Regions from separate parts of the Ovis aries genome. Here region 2 is linked to region 1. Evidence: chromatin contacts called from public Hi-C data. All regions are on one chromosome and are shown on one strand. The core of a region is the stretch at or near the end of the contact, and the rest is flanking DNA. Distances in the headings are between cores, read along the strand shown.

Region 1 (5,497 bases), core at 1,001-3,500:
GTAAAAAAATGTCATGATATTGTTTTCAAGAAGCTCTGCCTTCCCTTCTCCCTTCTTCCCAGCAAAAAGACTCTTACAGTCCCTGCCCATTGCAGTTGTAGCGGAGGCCTCTTGAGTTCTTGTCCTGAATGCTGCTCCATGGTGAGTACTGAAGCTTAGGAATTCAGACTGAATCTGCCTTGTCTTTATGGGCAAGGGATCACTTACTAGTGATTAAAAAAAAAAAAGATGAAATGGGTCCTGTTGAAAATTGCGAAGATACATCACGGCTCTTGAAACCCTGGATGTCTGTGGTAGGATGTTGTCTTAAAGACAAAGCCAAACAAAAAGTTGGTTGTTTCATTAATTTTCTTTCCCCTGAGTAGTATTTTCCTCATCATTGGAGCTGAAATTCAGCTCTTTATTTTTATTAAATCATCAATTAGTACTAATAATAACTTGTTCACTTCCTGCTTTGTATTTGCCTACATTTTAACTTTGTAGCGTCTCTTTAAAGTAAGAAAGGGAGGCAATTGACCTCACTTGCTTCTTTCTAATATTTTTGTTTGTTTTCTTAGTAGACAGTTAAATACACACAGCACAAGATAAAATCAAGCAGTATAAACATGTCTACAAGAAAAATAAGCCTCAGGGGGATGTCTTAGGAAGAAAATATCCATGATGAAGGAAATATCATCATGAAGGAGATGATCTTTGGGGTGGGTCTTGAATAAAGAGTAGGATTAAGGGATGGCAGAGGTGGAGGTGGGTTGGGGGCTACTCCAAGAAGAGGGGACAGTATGGACAGAGGGACTTAGAAGTGGACAGAGACACAATAAGACCCTTGGCTGTGTCTTCAGTAGGACCTGGAAGCTGGGTAGATTGGGGTCAACTTGGAGGGCATGTGGGCAAAATGGGTGGGGAGAGGAATGAAGGTTTTTGAGCTGGAGTGAGAAAAGATCTACTGGATAAATAGGAGTTCACAGTAGGAGAAGGGAAACAGGTAGGAGACCAACATAAAAGTGATGAGGCCTGCCCGAGGAAGGTGGGCATCCAGACTGGGAAAGAGACCCAGGATGTCTGGACATTTGGAAACTAACAGGTAGGTTGTGAGGAAAGGGGAGCTTCAGAGATGGTGCTGGAGCCTGAGGGATTCAGTAAAGCTCATGAGCCGCTGTGAGCCTCAGAGGAACTGCAGTCTCCCCTGTACGGAGAAGAGGCAGAGGCCCTGGGGCAAGAGTAAGTGTAGAGCCCTGGGGGAGGGGGACACAGCCTCTTCTCAGTGCCTTTTCCTAGCTACCCAGCAGCCTGGATCCGTGGGTCAAAGCCAGAGCATGGTGCTTCCCCTCAGGCACCGTGGTGGGGGTGAGGAACAAATTGAGAGTTGGTGTCTTATGGAGAAACTGATCCTGTCACCAGGGAGACTCCTCAAGTCTTGACAGCCACGTGGGGAGGTACTTTCAATGGGATGGGGAGGCAGAGGCCCCAAACCCTCTGAGACCCAGCTCTCAAGCACAGAGATGTAGTTTGGTAAGTTGAGACGTCCTGTGAAGGTACTGAGTTAGAGGCGTTTAGAGGGATTTGCCTCTGCACTAAGGAGAAAGGGACTTTTCTGCAGCTGTTGGCTAAGACTTCTCCTGACTCATGCCATTTCTGTGAATCTGGGAGGAAGGAAGCTAGGAAGGAGGGGCTTCTGAGTCTCTGCACAGATGGTTTACTGTAATGCACCCTTCTAAGTTTGAAGAGGAGGACACTTCCCATTGTAGATATCGTTATTCTTTTCAGGCACAGCAAGTGCAGTAGTATTTTGAAAGGATTATTGAGAATAGAGCCATTTGGGGCTATATTATAAAAGTGAACTTCTAAATGGGTTATCTGGAGCTGATTTGCAAATATATTAAGGCCTCTGCAACTTGCAGATGTTACGAAATATATGACAAGAGTCATAGCAATTTTTCTTCCCCCTTAGAAGCTCATATCCCCTTAGAAACCACAAATAATTCAAATTATCAAATGCTGTAAGAATTAAATCCACCCACCACAAAACTCACAATTACAGTTCTGCTAAATCATTTTCTTGCATCCTCTTTCTCTCTCTCTCTCTCTCTCTCTCTGTAGACAAAACTGTGACTACTGTAGAAAAAAAGTCATGATTCATGATCAAAAGCAGAATAATGGAGATGAAATAAACAAGGCAAGACAGAGGTGGAAACAGAATGCGATCATTTGCCGAGACTTCGGAATGGAATGCGGCGTCTGTCCTTTCTTGGGATGGCTAAGACATGACCAGCAGAGTATGTCCACTGTTGAGAGTATGTCGTGAGAGGGATGGTAGCCTCTCCTTGTTTTCTGTGGATCCGTGCTACTGTATGCACGTGAAAATGGCCTGATCGGCTCAGCTGCAAGTGCACACACAGAACTGAGTTCCAGAAAGAACACAGTTTCTGGTGCTTTGCTTCTGTTCAAGTCTGTGCAAGTGAAGAAGTTCCAGTGCACACTTCCCATGCTTTTGAGTCTAGGCCTTGTGGTGAATATTCAGGAATCATTCATGAGACAGATGTATTTTGCTGTGGGACAGAGGGTGTTTTCCTCGGCCCACTGCGGTAAGCCTAGTGATGAATACATTGCATGTCCACATTAGAAAACAGAACCCAGTCATCAGCTACTACAAATGATCTCCCAGAGCAGTGTCCGTTCAAAGCTTCTGTCAAACAGTTTGGCTTTTTTGCAGGGTCCTTGTGATGTCCCCACCAGCCTCCTTTCTTTTTTAACTCGCTTCTCGTTCTGGAGTAACTCAGGAACAGAGCTCAGGATGGAGAGAATTTTAAAACCTGAATAAAGCTTTTTTTTTTTTTTTTTTTATCACGCTCGCTCACTCTTCTCCTGGGGGCTTCTGAGAGGGGAGGGGCATTCCTCCTGTGAGGAGTTTTCCCTGGATGGAGAGCGAGGGCTGCCTTCCTGCCCTGGACATGAACATGATGGTTGGCACAGAACTTGTGACTGTTCTTTACACCTGGGTGCTGTGGGCCTGCGGGCTGGCTCCTAATTCTGAGGTTTGGGGGGGAAAGGATGGTAACAATGGGGTTTCCATGCCAGGCTGTGATGCTTTTGGAGATGGAGTGTCCTTGTGCTAATTCTCATTGAGCAGCGTTGTATGTGTGCCCCAGCGGTCACCTGGGGCAGTGCTGGGAAGCCTCTGTAGTACCATTCTGTTCCTTCTAGAGGGTTGGTATTTGTGTTCTCTGTATCTGAAATCACATGTGTGCCTGGTCAATTCTGTTCTTCTCCCGTGTCCCTCCCTAAAGTGGGTAGATATTCAGGGCAGGTCAGGACATGGAAAAGTTCACTTTGTACTTGGTATTTTTTTTTTTAATGGTTCTATGTAATAATGAGTTAGGGAGACAGAAAATAGATCAGAGAAGAGTACCTCTAAGGGGACAAAATGAATGGAAACCTTCATTTGACAAGAGAGAATGGAAAGAGAATATTGTTTCCCTGCAATACGTGTAGCTGTTTTCTCACAGGATAATGTGGAATTCCAGCACGGATGGCAGATTTCTCCCAACTTTCACTGACTTCGCTTCTTATCACACACAAGGAAAGGTCTGCCTCTCTGAAAGGGGAGGTGGGCACTGTCCTTTCTGATAAAGCTTGTACCAATTCCTGAACCGCGGATTTGCTGAAGTAACTGTATATACTTATATCCATAATTTAAATGATTCGTTCTGGTCAGGTAAATGTTGTTAAATTTGAAAATGTTTTATTACATTACATCAAATAAAGTTTATTTGTAGCTGTAATAAAGCAACTTAAATAATGACTTTTAATTGATGGTCTGATGTTACAAATGTCACTTTGCATAGACTAACAATGGCAAACTTTATATATTTGCTGCAGTCCTCACAGGTAGCTAAGAGAGTTCTGTAATTAATTGCATCCATTTTGTAACTTTTTAAAAATAGTGACTGTTCATTCCTTGATTTGATTAATAAGCATTTGTTAGGTTCTTGCTGCATTCAGCACTGTGGACACTGAGGGAACCGGGATGGTAAAGCAAGTCCTCACTTTTGAGGAATTTACATCAGAAGGGACACTTTTCTCAGCCTGTCACCATATAGTATAGTAAGCACAGTAGAGATTTTTAAGGAGTGACATGTTTCTTCCCTGTAGTTTAAGGCAGGGCCTTATGGTTAGTTGGATTGATTCAGGTTTTCATATGTGTGTGTGTGTGTTTTTTTTTATTAGGACCTTAGTTATTAAAGTTGGTTCTTTATCATGCCTGACTTGAACCCCTTGACCCTTGAACTCTCTGCCTCATTCTGGTTAGAGTGGCTGGCACTGGATACTGTACTTTCCATGCCTAGCAGCCAAAGGAAAAGAAAAAGTAGAAGCTGGGAGAGAATGAGAAAAAATGTCAAACAATTTATACTATTTCACCTATGATGTAATTTGTACCAAAGGTACAGCTTTTAACTAAGAATTGGGAAAATCACTTAAAAATTTTATATGTATTTTTGGACTATTCAGCAACAGTGACCATTATAACTAATCTATCTTCTGACTCTAGGTTATCAGTTATTTTCTGGTAAGACCGAATATTGGGAAATGATACTTGAGAAGTAGCGTACTTGTGAGAGCTAACTTGGTGACTGTTGCCTTAGTGTTTAATTTTATTTTGTAAATATTAAACAGGAGGCACTCATAGAACCTAGGTTTTCTGGAAACTGTTTCATAAATTCTTAAAGCATTTACCATGGTGTCATGTGCCTGAGATGCCTGTAAATATTTTTGATGATCATATTTTCATGTAATTTTATTAGATTCATCGATTATAGACATTACCTCAGCAAGACAAATAGAAAGTTCAGGCAATTTTACAAATAGTTTACGCTATTGTGGTAATAATAAGTTTTCCTGGTGGCTCAGTGGTGAAGAATCTGCCTACCAACGTAACAGATGCAAGTTCAATCTCTGTGGGAGACGCAGGTTTGATCCCTGGTTGGGAACATCCTCTGGAAAAGGAAATGTCAACCCACTCAAGTATTCTTGCCTGGAGAATGTCATGGATGGAGAACTACAGAGAACCACAGCGGGCTACAGACCACGGGGTCACAAGAGAGTCTGACATGACTTAGTGACTAAACAACAATAACAACAAATATAATAATGTCTGAATGGCATCTGGGGATGATGAGAATTTTCCTTTTAGTGTTTCCGTGGTCCTGTGAGTTCTCAGTTCAATGGATAGAAATGTTTACAAATCTATTGATTTTTAAAAAACAGTCCATGCTCCTCCCTATCTGAGTTTCTTCACACGTGTTTTCCTCCTCTGCCTGGAATTTTTTCTTTCTCTTCTCAATTATTGATTTTATGTATGTTTTCTCATTGTTTAGTAGTTCTTCAAGGGCATGAACCGTGTCTTTTTTTTTTTTTAACCAATATTCTCAGCACCAAGCACCATACTTAGAACTTGTATAGAAGGCAAAAAATTTTTCTTTTTTAAATTGAAGTATAGTTG
Region 2 (5,497 bases), core at 1,333-3,832, 98 kb before region 1:
AGTTTGGAGCTAATGCTATATTGAAAGTGGAAGAGGAAGTAAATTTGAAAGTACTATTTTACCGATTATTTGGTGCATTTATATGTCTACAATGAAAAAAACAAAAGCAAAAAACATCAGAAGCTGCTATGAAACCTAAGTGGGCTGGGTAAGGGCTGGCCAGAGTATAGGCGGCAAATTATACTGACTGTAGATTCAAATCTAGAATATTGCTTTTCAGATTCTTTGTGTAATTAATTAATATAGAATATTACTTAAGAGAGCCAAGATAGAAAGTAAGGTGACCCTGATTAGAGTTCCCAAGAAGGAAAAAGTAAGAAAAGCCAAAATGAGTTAAAATGAGTTAAAGTCAAAATGAGAAAAGCTGAGAACATCGTGTGAAATTTACCACATTAAGGAATTTTTATGAGGCCTTGAGACAATTCTAAACCACAAAACCAAAAACCTGATCCGTTTCATTGTAGTCACGAATGATCTTGGACAAGTCACTTGTCCCAGCCTCTACTTCCCTCTCTGCATTGAAGAGAATGATTTTTCAGCTGCCTTCCAACTGCAGACTACTTTTCTTTTGTCTGAAATTACGTTTAATACTAATTTACGTAAGGTTGAAGACAATTCTTCACCCATCCTCTTAACTATGAAACAGTGCTGCTCTGTGGTCTATATGTTACCTTCCACTCTTCCTCTGAATATACTGATCTGCCTACCCCAAACAGAGGAGAGCCCCATGACACATTCACAGTAGTGAAAGAGCTGTCAATATTGGCCCAAGATTTAGGGATTTAGTTTTTTCCACTTAAAAATATTTTTGTGAATGTTTAGAGGGAAGAATATGAACATAGTAATCAGAATAACCTGGGTTGGAAACCTATTACCAGCTGACTGAAATAGCAACTGTTCCCTTATCTGGAAAAACAGGACAAATGAAAACCCTTGAAGAATGAAGTGTTACCCAACCCAGCACTCACATCAATACATTCTGAGGTTTCTGTTCCCTTTCTTCTTATTTATGATACGCTAGGGCCTAACTGGAGAAGGCGATGGCACCCCACTCCAGTACTCTTGCCTGGAGAATCCCATGGACAGAGGAGCCTGGTGGGCTGCTGTCCATGGTGTTGCAAGGAGTTGGATATGACTGAACGACTTCCCTTTCATTTTTCACTTTCATGCACTGGAGAAGGAAATGGCAACCCACTCCAGTGCTCTTGCCTGGAGAATCCCAGGGACCGGGGAGCCTGGTGGGCTGCCGTCTATGGGGTCACACAGAGTCGGACACAACTGAAGTGACTTAGCAGTAGCAGTAGGGCCTAACTAGAAAACAGATTTGCTTATTTTTAAGGGTCTTTAAAGAAATCACTGCTAGCTTCCGATAAAATATTTGAACAAAATGGAATGAAATAAGTCTCACAAATAAAAAAACCAGCTCCACCCTGACTGGGTTTCAATACCAAGGGGATTTTAGGCAATAGGGATTAAATCAACATACATCTCCAGGATTCTTCTGCAGAACATTATAAGTGGTCATTTCCTATGTGCAAGATTTCCAGAACGCCGTGGAGAATTAGCCCTCATTTCAAAATATTAGGCTGTAAATACTTCAATATATTAGGCTCTGAAGTCTGAACATAGGCTATGAAGTCTGAATACAGCCAAGGTCTATATTCAGATGGAGAAGGCAATGGCACCCCACTCCAGTACTCTTGCCTGGAAAATCCCATGGGCGGAGGAGCCTGGAAGGGTGCAATCCATGGGGTCACGAAGAGTCGGACACGACTAAGTGACTTCACTTTCACTTTTCACTGTAATGCATTGGAGAAGGAAATGGCAACCCACTCCAATGTTCTTGCCTGGAGAATCCCAGCGACGCGGGAGCCTGGTGGGCTGCTGTCTTATGGGGTCGCACAGAGTCGGACACGACTGAAGAGACTCAGCAGCAGCAGCAGCAGCAGCAGCTATATTCAGAGGGGAAAGGCCGGTTTCTAGACGCCTGGGCGGGGGGCGGGGTTGTCACAATGGGTTTTTTAAAGCTCTTTGAAGGTCCTTTTCCAGAGCCTTCTCCAGAGCCCCTAGCTCCTCCTAGGTGCCAGGACCCTAAGACGTCCCTCGCTGTCCCTTTACTCCATCTGAGCTCTCACCCCCGCCCCATCCAGCTGCTTCTCTTTTTTCATCTTCGCTTTCTCCCATCAGTGGTCAAAATAAGAATAGGAAATTATCTGTTGCTTGGTATAGTGCTCAGAAAGGGTTTTGTTTTTTTTTTGGTCTTTTTAAAAATTAAGATTGAAAAAAAAAAAATTCCTCCCCAGATTCTTCATTTTGCAATGAGTCCGGACATCCGCTGGCTCCCTAGTCCTCCCCCACCAAACTATCTTTACTACTGCAAGGGGATTCGGGTCTGTCGGAGGGCTTGTGAGCCTCCAGCGGAAAGAAAGATGCCCCGGGCGAGGCGGCTCGGGATCCCGGGAGGCGCCAGGAGCACCACCCCGCCGCCCAGTGGGTGAGGGGAGGCGCGGGAGAGGCGGCGGCCCAGGCCCAGCGGGGGAAGCCCGTCCGGGATCCCGGGGCGCGCGGTCAGCGGCCGGACGCGGCGGCGGCGACGGGGACGCGGCGTGGCTGCCGCAGGGGAGCGGCGGCGGCGGCGGCGGCGGCGGCGGGCGCGAGGGGCGGGGCGCACTCCGCAACTTCTGCCGCTGCCTCCCGGGCGCTCTCGGCCGAGCGGCGCGGCGGCTGCGGGCTGCGGACTGCGGTGTGGCCGGCCGAGCCGGGCCCGCCGGCTTGCGAACCCGCGCGTCCCAGGCGTCCGTCGGGTGCTGGAGACGCGTCCTGCAAGTAGTCCCCGGGGCGGCCGCGCTCCCGTGCTGTCCGCTGCGGCTGCGGGACCGGGACGTGCGGAGCCGCGAGGCCGAGCCGGGGCGCCCCCCTGCGGTCGGCGCGGGCCTCATGGCTGGGCCGAGCGGAGCGGAACCGGCGAGGTGAAGCCCCCGGGCCGGCAGCCGCAGCGCTTGGCGGGGGGCGCCGGCTCCATGGGCAGCGGCGCACAGCGGCACGATGATGGACGTTAATAGCAGCGGCCGCCCGGACCTCTACGGGCACCTCCGCTCTTTCTTCCTGCCGGAGGTGGGGCGCGGGCTGCCCGACCTGAGCCCCGACGGCGCCGGCCCGGTCGCGGGCTCCTGGGCGCCGCACCTGCTGCACGGGGTCGTGGAGGTGACGGCTAGCCCCGGGCCCATCCGGGACGCGCCGCGGGACAATACCTCCGGCTGTTGGGAGCAGATCAACTACGGCCGAGCCGAGAAAGTTGTGATCGGCTCCATCCTGACGCTCATCACGCTGCTGACGATCGCCGGCAACTGCCTGGTGGTGATTTCGGTGTGCTTCGTCAAAAAGCTCCGGCAGCCCTCCAACTACCTGATCGTGTCCCTGGCGCTGGCCGACCTTTCGGTGGCCGTGGCGGTCATGCCCTTCGTCAGCGTCACCGACCTTATTGGGGGCGAGTGGATCTTTGGCCGTTTCTTCTGTAACGTCTTTATCGCCATGGACGTCATGTGCTGCACGGCCTCGATCATGACCCTGTGCGTGATCAGCATCGACAGGTAAGGGCCGGCAGCCCTGTGACGGGGTCCGGCAGGGGGTGTGCTGTCAGCTTAGCCCCGCGCGCTCGCCTTTCCTGGTCAGATAAACCAGACTTCACGGCGGGATGAAGGGCTGCGCTTAAACCATCAACCCCCACACGTCAACCTTACACCAACCAAACTACTTCAGTTACAGCTTAGCCTGTATATACCTTTAAAAGAAGAGCTTGAAATGCCCTGGTTTATTGCAGTGAGAATTTTAAGACCAAAGTTAGGAGTATTTTAAGCATTAGCAATTCCACCAGGGGGTCCCTTGGCTTGGTTTTCAGAAGGAAGAAATTTGATCCTCTCTGAGCCTAACAAACCCTTGCTGTGAGCCTGAAAGAATCAGTTCCTTAAGAAACCAGCAGGAGAAAAGCCACCTTGCTTCCCAGATTGTAGGCGCTACGTCCCAAGCCAATAAAAAGACCTAGGGTGGTCCCAGGATTGGGGAGTCTACATGTCTTAACGTTGCTGATTCTGAATCACTTTCTTTTGGAAGTCTGGTTTTGGTGTCTGGCAACGCTGTCTGTATCTACAGGCTTATTGGAGCTGTACTCCCTGTCTGAATGGTTGATTCTAGCATTTCATCATATCCCTTGGGAATCTTCTCTTGAGAACTCCCCCACTGGAGTAATTGAAACAGAGACTGACCATCTGTCAGGGATGCTGAGGAAAAAATCCCTGTCTTGGGTGTCAGATTGGAGTAGGAGAAAGGAATAGGAGACCTGCAAGGTTTCTTCAGACTCTAGCATTGTAAGATTCTGCGATGGAGCTAGCCTTCAGTGCTAGAGATATTGTGCAATTGACAATTTGGAGTATGGGTCTAATGCTCTTTGGAGACAAAATAACTCTTTGCTTCTCTTGAAACTGAAATGTTAAATCCTAATATTCACAGAATTTTGTTAGTGTTCTAAAATCGGCACAGGACTGGTATCCTGTTGTGTTTGATGATACAGAGAAACAGTTGCTTATTTTCTTAGTGGACCTACGGAACCTTTAAATGTGTAGACCTTCCAGCAAAGGAGAAATAATTGGTGCCTCCACATTTTAAAAAAATGTCTCAAAGGATAGTTAGCACAAAACTGAGATTTTCCTTCTTTTCCTCGCTGTAAACACGGCTGTTTTCTCTGTGTGTTTTGTATATATTTGATACGTTCTGCTGTTTTACTGCTTCACCAGGGTTTATAGTTACTGAACGAAGGGGATATTTTTTCAGGGAAAAAAGTGCATTTAGTTAAAGATATAGATTATTAAAAAAATTGATACTGCTATTTTGTGTATTATATTAGGAGTTTCTGATAGCAAATAAGGAATTATTTTTAAGAGTAGAACATGAACTGCCTACGTGAGAATATTAGCTCCAAACTTGACAGTTGAAGTTCTGAATTACTGTAGTTAAGCATGACCACAAATACACATTTATAGTCTGACTGCGGTAACAGGAACTAGGAGAGTGCACTCAATATACGTAGTAAGTATATGCTTGAATTATAAGTGTAAAAATCTGACTGTTCATCCAGCCAAAACTGTGCTTCTTGTATGAATGGAGCCCTTTTCAATGGAGCTTAATGTAATAAAAATAATTTCGACTGCAGGTAATGCATTTATAATCTTTTTTTTCAATTTCACAATTGATAAATCATAAACAAATAGCACAATGTGCTTATTGTTTCCTGGGGTCACCCTGAGATTCCTGTATGCAAGCTAAAGGCTTTCTTTACTCATGATGCATGTGCAACTTAGCAGCAGCAGGAACATCTCCAGTACAGAGACAGGTTAATCCTTCTTGGCAAGAGCTTCTAATTTCTTCTTCAACTATACATATTCTTATGAATGTCACAAGTTGTGTTAATATAGGGATGTAGAGTTTATCTCTTAGGGTTTTT

What was found. Hi-C and Micro-C count contacts between places; a contact is called where the count stands out from the background.
Region 2: a Hi-C map of mixed tissues shows a contact between it and region 1, with 3 times the contacts expected there. The contact joins the promoter of HTR7 here to the enhancer-like site in region 1. A contact is called at or near these places in 9 of 16 Hi-C or Micro-C datasets (blood, hypothalamus, mixed tissues and 5 more).

What each region holds. Positions count from the first base shown.
Region 1 is chr22:12,204,109-12,209,605 of ARS-UI_Ramb_v3.0, reverse strand. It overlaps HTR7 (5-hydroxytryptamine receptor 7), which reads left to right. Exons shown (of 5, transcript XR_009598031.1): 4 at 63-141; 5 at 2,098-5,497. Among named protein-coding and RNA genes, the nearest start is that of HTR7, 98 kb to the left of the region's middle. Within about 2 kb of position 2,250, at least 4 of the 54 cell types and tissues checked have an H3K27ac peak or open chromatin away from gene starts, as enhancers often do.
Region 2 is chr22:12,302,170-12,307,666 of ARS-UI_Ramb_v3.0, reverse strand. HTR7 (5-hydroxytryptamine receptor 7) reads left to right here and starts at 2,582. Exons shown (of 5, transcript XR_009598031.1): 1 at 2,582-3,590.